Regions from separate parts of the Sus scrofa genome. Here region 2 is linked to region 1. The links are chromatin contacts, called in public HiChIP or PLAC-seq maps. All regions are on one chromosome and are shown on one strand. Each heading gives the region's core, a stretch centred on a gene start, on an enhancer-like site or on the middle of the called end of the contact. The rest is flanking DNA. Distances are from core to core; before and after follow the strand shown.

Region 1 (6,316 bases), core at 3,426-5,925:
TAACGATCCGGCGTTGCCGTGAGCTGTGGTGTAGGTTGCAGACACGGCTCGGATCCCGCATTGCTGTGGCTCTGGCGTAGGCCGGTGGCTACAGCTCCGATTCAACCCCTAGCCTGGGAACCTCCATATGCTGGGGGAGCGGCCCAAGAAATAGCAACAACAACAAAAAGACAAAAAAAAAAAAAAAAAAAAGCAGTCTAGGAACCTCATGGAAGGAAAAGGATCCCCTAACTCCTTTGACTAGGGTGGCCACAAAAGGAGAATGATACAGAGGGGTGGAGGGAATACAGGCAAGCAGAGTGCAAGGCTCCTGAATATAAGAGCCTGGAGCCAGGGCTTCTGCAAAAGTGCCTTAGTGTGTGAACTCAAAGAGCTGAGACCTAAGAGTTGCAACCCTGGAGGCTCAGGCCTTTTTTTCAGTGAAGCCCTCTCTACTAAGTGCATCACAGGGAATGCCTGGCCTTTAAGAGACCCTGGAAGAGGGCTCTGCTCCTGGACCTAAATCTCTGGCTAATTCACATGAACTGTGGTTATCTCAAAGTTTAAAGGGGAGGACTGCTGAAACCAAGAAGGCAGGGCTAGACTTTCAGGCTTTCTGTTTTTATCTATTTGTATACTAGATTACAAAGAGCCACCTCAGTTACACACACCAAAAAAAAAAAAAAAAAAAAAAAAAAAAAAGATGAGATAAAGCTTATAAAGTCTTTCAGCACTCAGGACACAGTAAATAACTAGAAATGACTGATAATCATTTCCATAGGGAGGAAAGCTCAGAAACTGCACTTCTGACACTAATCACAGCAGCTAAAGCAGCTAAAGCAGTTGAAGAAGAGCTGTTGGGATATTCTGGATTTGGAAACAGAGCAGCTGTGTTACAGAGCCTAACAGTAGGATGCAATTTTCCTTGAGTTCAAAAGTCAACCTTCTCAGTAAAGAATGGAAGGGCTTGGAGCAGGTGCTGTAAGTCTGCCCTGAAGGTCAATCTTCAAAAACAGCAGTCCAACATGGACTGATCTTGGATATTGATAATGCAAATTTCTGTCTTTTTTTTTTTTTTTTTTTTTACTTTTTAGGGCTGCACCTGAGGCATAAGGAGGTTCCTAGGCAAGGGGTCAAACCGGAATTATAGCTGCTGGTCTACACCACAGTGACAGCAACTTGGGATCTGAGCTGTGTCTGTAACCTACACCACAGCTCATGGCAACGCCGGATCCCTAACCCACTGAGCAGGGCCAGGGATTGAACCTGTGTCCGCATGGATGCTAGTCAAATTCGTTAACTGCTGAGCCATGATGGGAACTCCTGCAAATTTCTGTCTTAAAGAGAACAAAAGTTGTTTTGTCAGGTTCCTGTAGAGATAATGTTTAGTGAGGGGAGCAACAGGGTACTCAGTCATTTCTGCTATGACAGGTTAAACACAAGGTGCACCGGAAGCCTGTGAAAGGGCTACTAAACCCAGATTTTGGCGAGGTGAGGGGCATGTCAGCAGAGATATTCCTGAGGAAGTGATGTCTAAGCTGAACTGGAGGTAGCTCGAGAAGGAAACCTGGAAGTAACAGAGGGAGTAAGGGGAAACGGAGGTATTTCCAATTGGTTGAAGAATGAAGTGTAGGAAGGAGCAGTGATGACAAAGAAATAGGAAGACACTGGACCCTGAAGGGCCTTCTACAAAGAGTGACCATATAATTTACTATACAAACAGAGCCAGTTCTGAGAGTGAAATGAGACATTACCACTAATTATATGGGGACAACAGGAGTAAAGCAGGACTGCCCCAAGCAAGTCAAGGACTTAGGGTCACCCTCCTTGTAAGTCATATTCAGGTGTTTGGACCTCCAGTGAAAGCATAAATTGGGCATCTTCTCTTTTTAATATTTTTGCCTGAGTGGCTCCATCCATACCTTTGCCTTTACTTGCTCCTTTTGCAAATATTTGTCCAAGATGCACTTCAGGGTACTGAGGTTACAAAGAAGACACACAACCAAAGAAACGATTCTGATACACTTATACAATTCCTAGCCTTGGCCTCTCTTCTAAGCTCTAAATTCATTTATGTCATTTCCATTCTGATTGCAAAAAAGAGACCTGAAACTTCCCCTCCACATCTGTCTCCCTTCAGCTGGTCTTATAACTGATGCCACTATCCACCACGTTGCTGAAGACAGAAGCTCTGAACAGCATTGCCTTAATCACTGATCTCCTGCTCCTCACTGTGAATTTTAATTTCTCCATATTTTTCTTAAGCACAATGACTAAATTGGGGCTTAGAATTCTAATGAGGGCCTAACATCAATTGAAGAGGAAGGGGGGTAATTTCTAGATGTGTGAATGCTGTTTTTAATGAAGAGATTCCAGTACTGTGTGGGACTGTTTTTCCACAGTAGTACAACATTGATGACTCATATTCAGTTTGTTGACAGTCATGACGTCCAGATCTGGATATATGCCCTAGCCTCATCTCAAAAAATTTCACTCTAGGTGAGAAAGACATGAAGATAAGTCCTAATTGTTTGACCCCAATTTCTGTTTGTGGAGAAGGTGAGAGTGGTTGTAAAGGTGTGGGTGAAATAGCTATGTTCATAAACTGTTGAACAAATTGCTGGACAATTTATATTTTATTTTCATTTATCTATTTATTTCTTGTCTTTTTGTCTTTTTAGGGCTGCACCTGCGGTACATGGAGGTTCCCAGGCTAGGGGTCTAATCGGAGCTGTAACTGCTGGCCTACATCACAGCCGCAGTAACACAGGATCCGAGCCATGTTTGTGACCTTACACCAGAGCTCACGGCAACACCAGATCCTTAACCCACCGAGCGAGGCCTGGGATCGAACCAGCATCCTCATGGATGCTAGTCAGGTTTGTTAACCGCTGAGCCATGGTGGGAACTCCTGAACAATTTATATGTTAAAGAGCAATTTTAATGTTTCCACCATCTAGTCTGCACACAACTGCCAGAGTTGATCCTTTTAAAACAAGTCTGATTATTCCTTTGTCATCAACCTTTCCATGGTACACTATCACATTCTAATAACATCCCAAGTCCAGCACAGCTTACCAGGTACATGATCTGGCTTCTGCCTATGTTTCCCAACTTGTTTCTCTAATTTGCTCCAGCCACACTGGTCTCCTTGATCCTTCTCCAACATGCCCAGCAAGACCCATCTCAGGGCTATTTTAATTGCCTTTCTCTTCTCCTGGAACAATTTCCCCCTCTAGAAATTCACACAGCTGCCTCCCCCATTTAATGATTAGATTTCTGCTTATGATTAAGAGGACTTCCTTGTCTACTGCATCCAACAGAGTGTCCCCACATCACTCTTATCCCTTTATCCTGATTTTTTTTCCATAAAAATTGCCACATTACTGGGCATTATCTATTATATACTATGTGTATTGCTTATTGTCTAAATATTGCTTATTGTCTACCTCCTCCACGATGAGGCAGAAACTTTGTTTTGTTCACCGAATTCCCAGCACCTAGAACTGGTATCTACTCATTAAAAATTTGATAAATGAAAATAGATTTCCAGGGTATATCAAATGTAAAACTACTTTATATTTTTTGAATGAAGTATAGAAAAATATCTAGAAGAATGTAAGGCAAAATGGTAACCATTTAACATGGTAGGAGCTGGTTTTCATTTTTTGTTCATGCAAATATTCTTTTTTTTTTAGAACGAACTTGTATGACTAAGAAATGAATAAAAAGGCCACACAGGCAGGTGTAAATGATTTCTCTAAGAGGTTGGGCAAATTGATGGAAGAAAGACTTCTAAATAGATGCATGAGCATAATGGCTAAGACAAACCACTGTTTGAATGCCCTTCCCCAACACCATCTAGCTGTGTGAACCCAAGTTATTTACAAGGTAGAGTCTAAAGGTCTTCACCTGGAAAATGGGGATGATAATATTACAAGTGTCTTTTCCATAAGGTTATTTTTGAAGATTAAATGAGACCATGTATGTAAACTCCTTTGTACAATGCCTGGCATGCAATAAATACTCGACAAATGGCAGCTATCATAATAATAATAATTAGCAGTAGTAACAAGAGATGTTGGGACATACCTAGCCCTCAAGACTGACATCAGAGTGGACCACCACATCCTCTCATCATCGCGCCTCAATTTGGGCACCTAAAGCCCAAAGAGAGGATGGTTTTTCCAAAGAAGATAATTTCGACGTTCCAGAAGCATCTGAATCAAACGTACCCCATGTACCCTTGAACCATTCAGGCAGTCTGGTTAATCCATGAGTAGCACTGCAAGACCCGGCCTCGAGGGGGGACCACCACTCGCCGTCCTTGGGCCCAGTCCCTCAGCCTCCATTTCCTTTGAGGCTGCAACAGGGGTGGCAGGAATGTTACAAAACGCAAAAGCGGGGCTGTACCGGCCCGCTCCAGCTCACCGCACTCTGGAGGGGTCAAACGGCAGCACGCATCCGCAAGTCTGCGGCGACGAGCAACGCGCCCCGAGGGAAAAGTGATTACTGGTCCGACTCAAAAGTCTGGCAAACTGCTCAGAGCCCCATCCTCCCAGGCCTCTGCTGGAGGCGGGCGGCGAGCTCTCGGCGAGGTCAGGGGCTGGAGCTGAGAGAGGGGAGGCGGCGAGCGCGCGCCACGCGGCGGGGCCGCGACGGCTGGGGCGGCGCCTGGGCGGAGGCGGCGAGCGCGCGGCCCGCTCGCGCCTGCGCCGCTCGGGAGCGAGCACGCAAAAGCCCGGGCGCGCGCACGGCTGGCGTTTCCTCGGCGCGGAAGAGGGGGACGCGGCGAGGTGAGGCACGAGGCGCTGCGGCACGGGTGGTGGCGTGGTGCGGCGCGAACCCCTCTCGCGGGACGAGGGGGAGAAGGCGTCCTCGAGGTTCCCCGAGGGTGGGGGAGGGCTGCGGACCCCAGCGGCGTCGGGGGCGAGAGGGTGAGTCGGCCCGACTGGCGCGAGGCGGGGGCCACGCCGTGCGGTGGGGGAGGGCGGCGCGTGCCCGGCCCGAGCCCTGGTGCCCCGCCCCGCCGCGAGCCTGGCGACTCCCGCCCCCTGGGCGGTCCTGCTGGGTTCCGGCCTCCGCTTTCCTGACTTTGCGTTGGAGGGCGTAATGCGGCTCACGACAGCGTATGGTTGATGTTACCTGTTGTTCTCAAGTAGGCCTTCCAAATAGATATTTCAGGTTCATTTTAGAGCTGTGCTTGTCTGAGCCTCCAGTAAAATGACTTGCCCAAGATCACAGTTAATAAGGAACAAAATGAGGCTTCGAATCTTGTTTGCAAAACTCCAAGCCTGCCCCTGTCCTCTGAACTGCAGTGAGTGAGTAATCTTCACGTCCCTTCCCTCCTCCCAGTAATTTCTTTGAACAAAGCAGATGTTAATTTGGAGCTAGCACCCAGCCTTTCGTGGGTATTAGCGTCAGAAATGTCTCCTGTGTGAAAAAAAGACGGGGAAAAAAAAGATTCTGCTTATTGCAGTATTGCACTTACAACGTGGAGTGTTCACGAGACTTTATATAAAGTTCCTTACTTGACTATCTCTAGTTGACCTCTGAAGTGACATTGCTATTCACTACGTCTAGGACATTGTGCCAGTAACACAATCTTTTAGCATTTCCTTTCCCTCCTTGAAAAAGCAACATGTCTCTGAAGGTTGTAAGGATTCAGAGATGATCCACATACAGTGGTACCACAGTACCTGGTATATGAGAAAAGTTCAATAAGTTTTGGCCATTATTTTATTATTAAGTGCATGATACCACTTACTAAACTCACTTTTCTTCAGACTCATTTTCCTGGGGCTAGACCAGAGGGAGAACCACCCCAACCTACCCTAAAAAAGACAAGTTCATTGACAGTGTTGTATATTCTTAATGATAAATTATTCTCCAAGCCAAAACTATCCAGTGAAAGAAGTCACTGCAGGAAAACTAAGGATGAATTAACTTTTTTGTAGAATTAGCATTTATTTGTCCATTACATTTTTGTTTATTGAGTTCTTTCTGTGTGGCATTGTGTATGGTACTTTAAGACATACAAATTTGTATTTGATGTAGTTCCTGTTTTCATTTAGGCTAGAAATGGGAAAAATATGCATCCATAAGTAATCTTCACAGAGCAGTGTGAAAAATGCCGGAGAAGGGATAGATAAAAAGCTATGGGGAGGAGTTCCCATCGGGGCTAAGTGGTAAAGAACCCGACTAGTATCTATGAGGTTGTGGGTTCAATCCCTGGTCTCATTCAGTGGGTTTAGGCATTGCCCTTGAGTAATGGTGTAGGTCACAGACATGGCTGGAATCCCACGTTGCTGTGGCATAGGCTGGCAGCTGCAGCTCT
Region 2 (5,600 bases), core at 21-2,520, 190 kb after region 1:
AAAACAAAAGAGAAAGAATACAGCTTTAAATCTAAAATGAAAGATGTATAGAGAAAATAACAATGCAGTTGCACACAGGTGGTTTATTGAACAGCTACTGCTCTTTTTTCCGGGCAGGAGGTGATAACTTGAAAGACTTCACAACGTAATGTTCCTAAGTCCAAAATTCAAACACTGCATATCAAAACCCTCACACTTTGTTTTCCAAAAATAATTTAGGATGAAGATAGAAAGCTAAATTTATCTCCAAACGTGTATGAGAACCTCGGGTTGGTTAGCAAAACAAAGTCAGAGTAGGTCATTACAGAAGTGGGATGGAAACTTCCCAGAATCAAGTTTTTCCTTAAATGATGAACCTGTCAAGTTGCAAACGTTCTGGATACAGAACCATGGGCAATTAGCAGCTGAATGTGACAGAGAACAAATGTGTTTAAGGGCTAAGTCTGGAAGCTTTGTTCTGATAACTGCGTACATGCTGTTTAACAGTGACTGGCTTTTTAATAAGGAGACAAGTGCTAAGAGTTAGCTCTACAAGAGCTCTATTTACGAATTCAAAGGTCTTTAGATTTTCCTACATTTTCCCGTGTGTTAGGGAAACAAAAAGGACAAGACGCTCTTAAAGAAGAAAAGACAAATAGTACATATACACACACAACACTCAAACATGTAACATCTTGGAAACACTTGTATGCTCTGTAACAGATTTTTTTCAGAGCCCCTGGTAAAGCTCTGGGAAAGGGAAATCTCTGGTTGCTTCAGACCCAGCCAGGGCAAGAAGAGAGGCGCTGGGTTCCTTCTTTACCCAGCCCGCCAGGTGCCAGCCTCACCTCCTTCTTCCCTCCCCACTCGGCCTCAGCGGCCAGTGCCCTCGAGCCCGGAGCCCCGGAGGCAGGCGCCCGGGCTCTATCAGCCTCTTCGGCCTAGGTCCCCGGAGGACGACCTGCATCCCAGTTCTAAGGGAAAGGGGTCGGCGCGGGCGAAAACTGCCATAACCGCCGACCACCCGTCGCAGGTGCAGGGCCAGCCCTGCGTTTCGGGAGCGCGGTGAAGCCCGGAGGGGCGCGTCCAGGCCTTGTTCTTCACACCCACCTGCCTCCGCCGGCGGCCCCCGCGCCAGCTCCCGCGGCCCCGCTGCCGCCAGCTCCCGTTCCTGGCCGCAGCGCCATCTTGCTCCTGGCCGGCCGCCGCTGCCGCCACCTTCTCAGCAGCTGTCAGCTCCAGACAGCCACTTCCGGGGCAAACGCCGGGCCCCACCTCGCCGCGGCCTGGGCGACGGGGTGGGGCCACGCGCCCACGTGACCTCTCAGCGCTGGGGGAGGAGCCGCGCGCTCTCATCACGTGACTCCGCCCCGCTGGGGGTCCTCCAGGTGCAATTCTAGTTCTGGGGCTGGATCCAGGGGAGCTGATTCATTTTCTGGCAAGGCTCTGTGGAAGGTCCAGCTGGAGGCAGGGCGGCAAGGCGTCATCTTTTCCCGGTTTGAAAAACTATCATCTTGATTAGCGGAAAGAGTAGATTGAATCCTATTTTTTAAACTGGATAGTGGGTACACGGGTGTTCTTTTATTGTTCGTTACTCTTTACACAAAGAGTAGATGAGTCCCTTTGATAGCTTCACAGCGCCGATTAATGATGAGCTCTACTTTTTCCTTTCAATTTGGCAGCTTCCTTCTGGTACCCGCCCTAAAAGCTGAAGGTATTCAGCCACCTGGTAGTCCCTGTTTTTCCCATACCTACAATCAGGGACAAAACAGTAGTGTTTGGGAAGATTCATTGCTCTGAACCTATCTGGGCGTACTTTGTGATGTATTTTTCTAGTCAGACTACTCTAAGTAAATATAAAAGTTGAATGTAAAGTTTTTCGAGCCTTCAAGTAGTTTGCTGACTAGCAAGATTATAATTGGCTCAGGGCTTTTGCAGGGAAACAATTTGTAATAATTGTTATCCTTTATTGGTACAAAAGACTGGTCAGTGACTTTATTGTATTTTTTCAAACCCTCAGTGTCTCTAAGCAGTATTGGCATTTTACAGATTAAAAAAAAAACCAAAAAACCCAAGGTAAAAAGTTGTAATTTTCCTAGATCACACAGCTGCAAAGCAAGAGGACCAGGATTCAAATCTAGGTGTTTGACTTCAAAGTCCTTGCTCATTTCAACTACATCCAGCAATTTTTTCCCCCTATAATTGTCCACTAATTTCATTCATCCCCTTCTTTAGATGGAATTGTGTAGCAGATGTTCCAATTGATATAGACTGATATATATAACTAAATTCAGTATTAATCCAATGACAGACCAAATTGATACAGATTTAGCCACTTTTTTTTGGCTGCACCTGCAGCATGTGAAAGTTTGGACACCAGGTATTAAACCTGCCCTAATTTCCTACCAAGAGCTACAGCAGTGACAATGCTGGATCCTTAACCCAGAGACACCAGGGAACTCGATTATTAGTGACTTTTAATTAAGACTGGGTGGTTACACAGGTGAAAATACTGAAAAAAGAAGAAATGATAAAGTCACACGATGGGAGTGTAGCAAGGATCATAGACTCAATTTCTGTTTTTGCCTGGAATACTTTGTTCTCTTTTGCCTATTGACTGTTAAATCTGCAAGACTCAGGATGTCAGCCTTCTGTGACTTTTCCAGTTCAGGTTAGATGCTGCCCTGTCACGCTTTTATTTGTTCCCTTGCTTTATCTTCACCACTACACTGTTAGGGCAGAGGCTGTGTTATCGAGCCCTGAATTCCTAACCAAATATGTGTTTAAGGAATATTTCTTGTGAAGTTATGACATGTCAGGCACAGTGCTAGAAGTACTCTGATCCTGAAATACTATTGGTATTACCCTCAATTTCACAAATGAAAAAACGGAACCTCTTATAGAACTTACCAACAACTGGCAAATGGGGAGCACCAGTACAACTACCTCCAGAATATATTTTGAGTCAAGAATCTTGTTCGCAAGAATAAACAAAAAAATCACAGGCTTGTATTTCTTGCACTTTGTAGCAGTGAGCCTCCATTTACATAAATTCTGAAGATCAACAACTTTTGTCCCACCTAAAATGTTAATTAAGTTGGAGTTTACCTCTCCTGACTCTAGAATAAAAGACTGAGAATAAAGGAAATAAATTTAATTCACATCCTGCTGAGAAAAGGCTATTTATAGTACTGTATTACAGTATGGATCATAATAATGAACATTCATGGCAGGAGTCATTCCGAGTACCTTACATATATGAAGCTAATTTTTTATTCCACTGTACGAAACTAGCAACTGCGAAAAGTCTGCTAGTAGTGAATAGTCTCCATCAGTGTATAATCATAATCCTTTACCTTTGGCAGAGACCTTGTACTAACTGCATAAAGGGTCATAAAGCCTTAGGAAAGATAATCTAAGAGAATGAAGCCAGAGGTGTATCAAGTAACAAGAACATTCTTTCCTATCAGGATAAAATGTTTATCAGTTTTCGAGCAAAGTCATCTCAAACGGAAGGAGACAGACAGGAAAGAAAATGATTAAATGATGGAAAATGAAGAAAGAAAGGAAGAGGCTGACCATCATCTTGTAGCTGCAGCATTATGACAGGCAAGGTCTGAGCTTGGTATAAAATATGTCCTGATAGGGTATAAAGATATTTAACAGACCAAGAATTTAAAATCCTAGGGAACTTGAGTAACGAGCCACATAAAAGGCATTTCTTTGTTGTGGCTCATACCACAAAAAGCCATCAACAAATTAAAGACAGCAGTATGTTTATTCATGATGGGTAGGCTGTGCTGCTTCTTGTCCATCCAAAAAGGAAAAAAAACAAAAGGATGGGAAGGGATGTTCAAATCTTGGAAGCTTTAGTTTGCAACATGGTTCCAGATGCCTCTCCACAGCATACACCACACCTTCCTTCACACTTGAAGGGAAAAATCCATGAGTTCACCACATTTGGGTGTTGGTATTTTTAGCATAAGCTTTAGTTCTTCTATAAGAAGTATCTCTCTGGATTCAAACTGCACCAATGTCAATGAATGTTGCTTCCACAATCATTTAAAAATCACCTATAAATTGAAACTTGACATGATGCACTGATAGTTTAGGATCATTTTCCACTCGTCTTACATTCTTGTGGTTGATTTCAAATGTCTGGTACAGGTGATTATAAGATGATGTATTCCATGAAAACAACATTCATGCTGGCATCATAAAATTACCTTTGTGATAGTCTTTTTAAAAGTCTGTTTTTAACTTTTGTCATCAGGAGCTACTTTCTTTTTGCTGTTCTGACCAGTGACCTTTTTCCTGTGACAATGGAAGGAAAAGTTGAATTAGAAATTTTAAATATATGTATTTTCCAAAACTCTACCAGTTTGACAAACATTTACTGAAACCTCCCATAATATCAGGTCTATGAGGCACTAGGAACACAAAAATGAGTTAGACATGCTCTTCAGAAAACCACATCCACCTTTGTGAGACACAAACACCACAATAAACTATAGTACAACAGGCAATAGAAGACAAGTTCTGATCCTTACCTAAGAAGAAGAGTTCACATTGATTAAGTGTTAGGTACTGTTATAACTGCTTTAGTTGTATTGACCCAGATAATCTCCCTAACTTATGAAGGAAATTCTATTATTATCCTCATTTTACAGACAAGGAAAATGAGGTAGAGTGGTTGAGTAACTTGCTGATTATCACGCACTGGTAATCAATATTAGACATGAGGTCCAACAGTCTGATTTTAGAGTTTGGTGAATGCCATCAACTCAATGTTAACACAGGAAAAGGAAAAAAGTTTTGAGAAAATATTCAATACTTGGAGTTCCCGTCGTGGCGCAGTGGTTAATGAATCCGACTAGGAACCATGAGGTTGCGGGTTCGGTCCCTGCCCTTGCTCAGTGGGTGAACGATCTGTCGTTGCCGTGAGCTGTGGTGTAGGTTGCAGACGCGGCTCGGATCCTGCATTGCTGTGCCTCTGGCGTAGGCCGGTGGCTACAGCTCCGATTAGACCCCTAGCCTGGGAACCTCCATATGCCGCGAGAGCGGCCCAAGAAATAGCAACAACAACAACAACAACAAAAAAAAAGACAAAAAGACCAAAAAAATATATATATATATATTCAATACTTGCATACTACAGTCTAGTAATGCAAAGTTCTTAGATACATAAGAACTCATTTCATCCTCAACCAACCCTGAGTGTAAGAGTTATTATTTATATCATTATTTATATAACTATATGTATAAGGGGTAAAGGGATTAAAGAGGTGAAGTGACTTGACCAAAATCACACAGGAAAAGGTGGTATTAGAGCCAGTCCTTTTGGCTGCAAGTCCAATCTCCCTGCTTGCTACTATAACCAGACTGAGTTTGCAGTGCCTGAGGTGAGGTCCACTAGGCAACAGGGTTCAGTCCTGAAGATATGGACTTAAGAGTTACCAGCACAGAGCTGAGGCCACAGGTGTGGGCAGAAATGATAAAAGCAAATCTAATGTGGAAAGCTAAGCTAGAGTCAGATCGGATCTGAGCATAAAAGCTACAAACTTACAAAAATCAACAATTAAAGTGTAATCATTTAAAATACCATTTAAAATATCTTACTG

The links. HiChIP or PLAC-seq counts read pairs in DNA pulled down with a chosen protein or histone mark.
Region 2: a contact with region 1 is called in an H3K27ac HiChIP or PLAC-seq map of alveolar macrophages. The contact joins the promoter of SYNRG here to the promoter of TADA2A in region 1. A contact is called at or near these places in 2 of 2 datasets of contacts at active chromatin or transcription factors (alveolar macrophages and skeletal muscle).

The regions. Positions count from the first base shown.
Region 1 is chr12:38,870,481-38,876,796 of Sscrofa11.1, forward strand. TADA2A (transcriptional adapter 2-alpha) reads left to right here and starts at 4,676. Exons shown (of 16, transcript XM_021067335.1): 1 at 4,676-4,775. It also overlaps a transcript of ACACA not described here.
Region 2 is chr12:39,068,572-39,074,171 of Sscrofa11.1, forward strand. It overlaps SYNRG (synergin gamma), which reads right to left and starts at 1,271. Exons shown (of 20, transcript XM_021067369.1): 1 at 1,090-1,271. The coding sequence starts at 1,166. DDX52 (probable ATP-dependent RNA helicase DDX52) reads right to left here. Exons shown (of 15, transcript XM_013989946.2): 15 at 3,739-4,293. The coding sequence ends at 4,236.